Linked DNA regions of Mus musculus: region 1 is linked to region 2. Evidence: chromatin contacts called from public Hi-C data. All regions are on one chromosome and are shown on one strand. Each heading gives the region's core, a stretch centred on a gene start, on an enhancer-like site or on the middle of the called end of the contact. The rest is flanking DNA. Distances are from core to core; before and after follow the strand shown. Region 1 has its middle 26 kb from the start of Hif1a. Region 2 overlaps Prkch (protein kinase C, eta).

What was found. A called contact is a pair of places that touch in the nucleus more often than the background predicts.
Region 1: a contact with region 2 is called in a Hi-C map of bone marrow-derived macrophages, with 42 read pairs. The contact joins two enhancer-like sites. A contact is called at or near these places in 2 of 39 promoter capture datasets (maxillary cranial neural crest and neutrophils), 1 of 15 datasets of contacts at CTCF or cohesin (CD8 T cells), 14 of 484 Hi-C or Micro-C datasets (the C2C12 cell line, the HPC-7 cell line, Th1 cells and 8 more), 4 of 115 datasets of contacts at active chromatin or transcription factors (CD8 T cells, bone marrow-derived dendritic cells, bone marrow-derived macrophages and 1 more) and 3 of 9 other capture datasets (adipose tissue, liver and pancreatic islet).

Annotation. Positions count from the first base shown.
Region 1 is chr12:73,880,582-73,883,281 of GRCm38.p6, reverse strand. No RefSeq gene overlaps it. Among named protein-coding and RNA genes, the nearest start is that of Hif1a, 26 kb to the left of the region's middle. Within about 2 kb of position 1,346, at least 136 of the 459 cell types and tissues checked have an H3K27ac peak or open chromatin away from gene starts, as enhancers often do. A contact at or near this core is called in bone marrow-derived macrophages, where this site is marked.
Region 2 is chr12:73,771,767-73,774,715 of GRCm38.p6, reverse strand. All of the region lies in intron 12 of Prkch (protein kinase C, eta), which reads right to left. Gm34189 (a long non-coding RNA gene) reads left to right here. Exons shown (of 3, transcript XR_003950198.1): 3 at 806-1,456. Among named protein-coding and RNA genes, the nearest start is that of Gm34189, 8.9 kb to the left of the region's middle. Within about 2 kb of position 1,590, at least 18 of the 459 cell types and tissues checked have an H3K27ac peak or open chromatin away from gene starts, as enhancers often do. A contact at or near this core is called in bone marrow-derived macrophages, where this site is marked.

The DNA.
Region 1 (2,700 bases), core at 97-2,596, 110 kb before region 2:
ATACTTAAAAGGGCATTTGTATTAGACATACTGTATATAACACATTTTTAAAAAAATATTTATTTTGATTTTATGTACATCGTTGTTTTGACTGTATGACACGTCTATGTGATGGTGTCAGATTGCCTGAACTGGGAGTTACAGACAGCTATGAACTGTTATGGTGGTGCTGGGAATTGAACCTATGTCCTCTGGGTCCTCTGGAAGAGCAGCCAGTGCTCTCAACTGCTGAACCATCTCTCCAGCCTCCTGTAATCTACTTTTTAAAAGTAAAAAAAAAAAAAGTGCCACAAATAGTCTTCATGACAAGAAGCAGATGTGTGTTGCATGGTTGTATTAAGGTATTCCATTTCATAAAGCCAACATAATTTATTTAGCTAATCTCCCACTGAAAGCCACTTGGACCCACTCCAGGTTTTCACTTCTGCATGCACACAATGAGCCACCAGCAAATGACTTTTAAAGCAAATATTCAAACACTTGTAATGAGATATTTTGGCACAAAATGTAGGAAAAGTGGACATGAAAGGAGTCCAAGGGAGAGGAATATTTCACAAACCGAGATCGTTCTTGATATAGAGGACAGAGTAACTAGGGAGGGGTGACAGAGGGATGGTGTAGAGAGGGGAAAGTACAAGGGTATGCAATGACATCCATGGACACAGAGATACACAGAGGGGCAACAGTCTGAGAGACAGGTCAATGACAGCATGGGGGGAGAAGAGAGATGGAAGGGGGGAAGGAGAGAGAGAGGGAGAGAGAGAGAGCAATACAATTAAACTGCCATCTAGGCTGCTTAAAGTCACACACACACACACACACACACACACACATGCTTATCAGCTTTGTGATAACTGTCAAAGTAGACAGTAGGATTTATACGATATACTTGATAGCATGTTATGAATAATTTTTCTGTGAGACATGTTTTAAATCCCAAGAGGGTTTTTTTTATTTTCTTTGTTTGTTTGTTGTTTATTTGTTGGTGAATGGGTTAAAATAGGAATATCTTTAAACTCTCAGACAAAGGAAACTAACCTGAAGAAATCCAATGCTCTGGCTGCTTTTGTGTGTCAACCTGGAGTCATCAGTGAGAGGGAGCCTCAGTGGAGAAAATGCCTCCATGACATCCAGCCATAAGGCATTTTCTCAATTAGTGATCAATGGAAAAGGGCCCAGCCTATTGTGGGTGCTGCCATCCCTGGACTGGTGGTCTTGGGTTCTATAAGAAAGCAGGCTGAGCAAACCATGAAGAGCAAGCCAGTAAGCAGCTCCCTCCATGGCCTCTGCATCAGGATCCTGCCCTGTTTGAGCCTGTCCTAACTTCCTTCAATAATGAACAGTAATATGGAAGTGTACGCCAAATGCACCTTTTCCTCCCCATGTCTTTGAGTGATAGTGTTTCATTGTAGCAGTAGAAACCTTAACTAAGATACCTCGTTCTCTATCACCTAGCACATACATCTGTGCATTCCAAGTGCTGAATACGGTCTCTTAAAACATTTAGAAAATCCTTTACTATAATTCTGGCCTTTGATGTCCTTAAGTGTGTATTCTATGGGCAGGGTTGGGGTTTAAGACACTGTATCATAGCTTCAGAGAAAATGAAAGGGAAGGCACTAGCTTCCCCTTTCTGCTGCTCTTCAGCCCACTTCCTCTTTCAGAAAAGTCACGGAAAGGTGTGAGTGTCTGCTTTCTCTGGACCATTAATCTTCTCTACATTTTGGAGTAGGGTGGAGTGTATTTTTGTGGAGACTTAGTGGGTGGCTTCATTTCTCGTGAAGAGTTCCTATCTACACTAGTGAGGAACAATGAAAACTATTTGTACAATGAACATCATATGCATATTATAATAAATTTGAGTTTCTGAAACACCAGCACATATACAGAGAATAATCTTGACTTATCTGATATGAATAAGATGATGATGATGGTGATGGTGATGGTGATGATGATGTGTGTGTGTGTGTGTGTGTTGTGTGTGATGTGTATGGCTGAGCATGACTGTGCAAGCCTGTAATCCCAGCACTCAGAGGCCAAGGCAGATAGATCTCTTTGAGTTCAAGGCCAGCCAGGTAGTGAAACCCAATTTAAAACCAAACCAAATCAAACCAACAACAAGAAAAGCCAAGTTACTGATGTGAAAATATTTGATTAATGCAAAGACTTAGGAAGTTCAAGGTTTGTGTTTTGCTTTGTGACAGAATTTTGCTATGTAGCCTAGGCTGGTCTAGAACTTGTGGCCTTCTTTGTTTCTATCTCTAGAATATGGGGATTATAGGTGCAGGCAACCATGCCCTCAAAATTCAGGCCTGAATTACTAGAACTTTTTTTATACTCCGGTATCTGTAGGGCCATTCCAAAGGCAGAAGTAGCTAAGACTTTTCCCCATACCTAGAAGACGAGGTAGAGGGTATGATTTGTGGCTTCCCCTTAGTTCTGTTCCAACATTCTCTTTCATATAGATAGAAACCTTGGGAAGTTGCCTTTCCCCTGTCAAACCTACAAAAGTGGCCAAGTTCCTCTTCTTTGAGCTAAAATAAACAAAAAAACTACTAAAAATAAAAAACTACTCAGGACTATTTCCTATTAATCACATCCAGTGTGGAGCCCTGTTCCATGTCACTTAGACCCAGAGCAAAGGAGGGAGAGGGTGGGGCCTGCTCTAAACTTTCCTAAGGGCACTTTAATTACATCACA
Region 2 (2,949 bases), core at 341-2,840:
TGAGAACGTGTGACTTACAGAGGCCAGAGCTAAAACAAAATCCCAATACTCAAGTGCTGCTCATAAATATTCCAAATATTCCATCTTCATGTAGATTGGAAGACACTGCTTGTGCTCAGCTCCTAGGCATTTTGGGCTAACTTCCCATTTTATAAGCGGACTCCATGTTTTGATCATTTCCCAATGAAGGGCTCAGGATAATTCACTTTTTAGGGCCAGTATAATAATTTTAATTTCAAATGATTTTTCCATTAAAAAATAAAAGCTAAATGTGAATAAAGAGATGTGTTTGGGTTGGGCATGGTGGTATCACCTGTCTGTGATCCCTTTTGGAGGCTGAGGCAGGAGAATGGTGAATGCTAAGTCAGCCTGGGCTGTAATGTAAGGCCTTGTCTCAGAAAACAAAGCAATAAAACCAGGTAACAGCATCGTGGCTATGGTTTAGTGGGAGAGTGCTTACCTAGCACAGAGAGGAGCCCAATTCTATCCCAGAATCATGGGAAACCAACAAGGCAAAAGGTTACTGTGGTTATAAGTAAATCAAGTTACTTTAAGTTTCTTTGTGCTTCTTCCAAACTGAAACTCAGGGCCATGTGTGACAGAGATGAGTACCCTACCTCTGAGCCACACCTCCGGACTCAAAATCAAGTTATCCGTAAAGAGACTAATGACAACTTTTGACAGTCACCAAATATCCTTTCCATGTTTGACTTGTGAACATAAAACCAAAGTAATTCTGTGTTTATGGAAACTGTTTGGAGCTGAATTTACTGTGAACTTTTAATGATATTTTTTTTTTCCAAAGTCAATCTCGTTGCTGATGAAGACACAGAAGACAGTGACACCTGGGTCACGCCAGGAAGCCAGAGCTATGAAGGCCTCAGGGTTGGGTCATCCGAGAAGGGTCATGCTAAAGGAAAAGACAGCGACATGCCTCAGCAAACAGCAATCCCACAGTATCTACTTTACAAAACGTTTAAAAAATGTCAAAGGGGAACCAGTAAGAATGAAGACTCTGAAGAGATTTAATGGCTTCTCCTTTCTACAAGTGACAAACAAGTAGAGTCTCTAGCATGCTGGATTTGAGAGTAGGACTCAGAATAAAATAAGCATTCAAACAGACACAGGTCCAATCACAGCTGTTCATACTCCAGTTATTAATTGTAAGGTACAATCCCTGATGGATGGGGATCTGCAATTTTAAGAACATTAACAACTAATAATGAAATTGGAAAAACAAAAACAAAAACAAAAGAAAAGAAAACTTGAGGAAAAAAAAAAAGGACCATAGAAAGAGACCCAGATGGCTTGTGGGAAACTCCGAGATCTGCCAGGGATGGGAGCAGAGGATTTCTTGTGAATGTGTGATTGTAACTTGTTCCTGTAGGAAAGAGGGACAGCACCGGACTCCAGATGCCTGTGTGGCAGAAACATTGTTGTCTGACGCTGCTCATTGCCCCCCTGCCCCTGCCCCTGCCCCTGCCCCTGCCCCTGCCCCTGCCCCTGCCCCGAGCATCCACGGGGCAGAAGCATTGCCTTAGGTGGAACAGACAAATCACAGTGGCGACTTTTCTGAAGAGCACACTTCTAGAACTGGACCAGGATGAGTCACGATTGGTAGACACTTCCTCTTGGGGTTCTGGTCAAACTTTTTGAGTAATCTTGATTTAATGTTTTTAAAGATATATTTCATCTCTAATTATGTGCATGTGTGTTTATCTCTGCGTGGCTCAGTGTTCATGAGTTCAGGAGCCAGCGGAGGTCAGAGGCATCAGATACCCCGGAGCTACAGTTGCAGGTGGTTGTGGGCAGCCTACATAGGTGCTGTGAACATGGGTACACACTCTTAACTGCTGAGCCAGCTCTCCAGCGCCAGAACCTGGGTTTTTTAACACCTAGGTTTGAGCTTTTTAGATACAATCATCTTCCACATAACAAGATCTGGACAACCCAGTCTGATAAGAGTAACTCTCACCTATAATCCAAGAAGTTTCTTTTTTGCAATGATAGAGACTATTCTAAAGGTCCACAACTGGTCAAAATATAGAGATCGACTAACCATGCCCAGTATCCAACCCCAATGCATCCACAATACAAGCCCTGTACAGAAGGCTCAGGGACAATCATGGAAGAGGAGACAGAAAGAGTGTAAGAATCAGACAAGTAGGATGCCTTCTACAAGACAGTTTCTTCTAGACAGGCATTGTCTAAACAAGACATGCATAGTAACAATACCACCGGAAATGCCAAAGGGGATGGAAATTCACAAGGCCTCACCTCTAGATGAGAGATATAGGCAGACAATGGCTACACAGGGAGGAAAATGATTATTCTCCAGGGATGAGAATCCCTTATACAACCCTAACCCTAACCCTAACCCTAACCTAACCCTAACCCTAACCCTAACCCTAACCCTAACCCTAGCCCAATACACATGTACATGAGACAGAACTAAATGGACCAAATAGGTACTCTGTGTGTGTGTGTGTGTATAACAATATTAATTTTAAAAAGTCATAAATGTGAGTGGGAATGTGGGGGCTATGGGAGGATTTGGAGGTGGAAAGGAAGGGATTAAATGATGCAAACATGACACTTAAAAACTATTAAAAAATAATTCCAATTAAGTTAAAAGAGGACAAGCCTCTATTCCACTTACAAAGTCTATATAGGATCTAGTGAATGCAAGGCAGTGTACTAAACTTCGGAGTGTGCAGATAACAAAGGTATTACCATTGCATCAAGGGGTAAGTCTTTGATGCAAACTACAACACACAACAGGATGCGCTGGAAAGAAACATGTAAATCACTGTGAGAGCCTGGAGGATGATCGAGTAAACAGCACTGGGGCAGGCCAGTGAGTGCCATGGAGGAGCTGGCGTTTGATGAAATGAAGTAGGATCCATGTAGGAAGAAGACAATCATGCCTGTCCCATCGTTAGTACACAC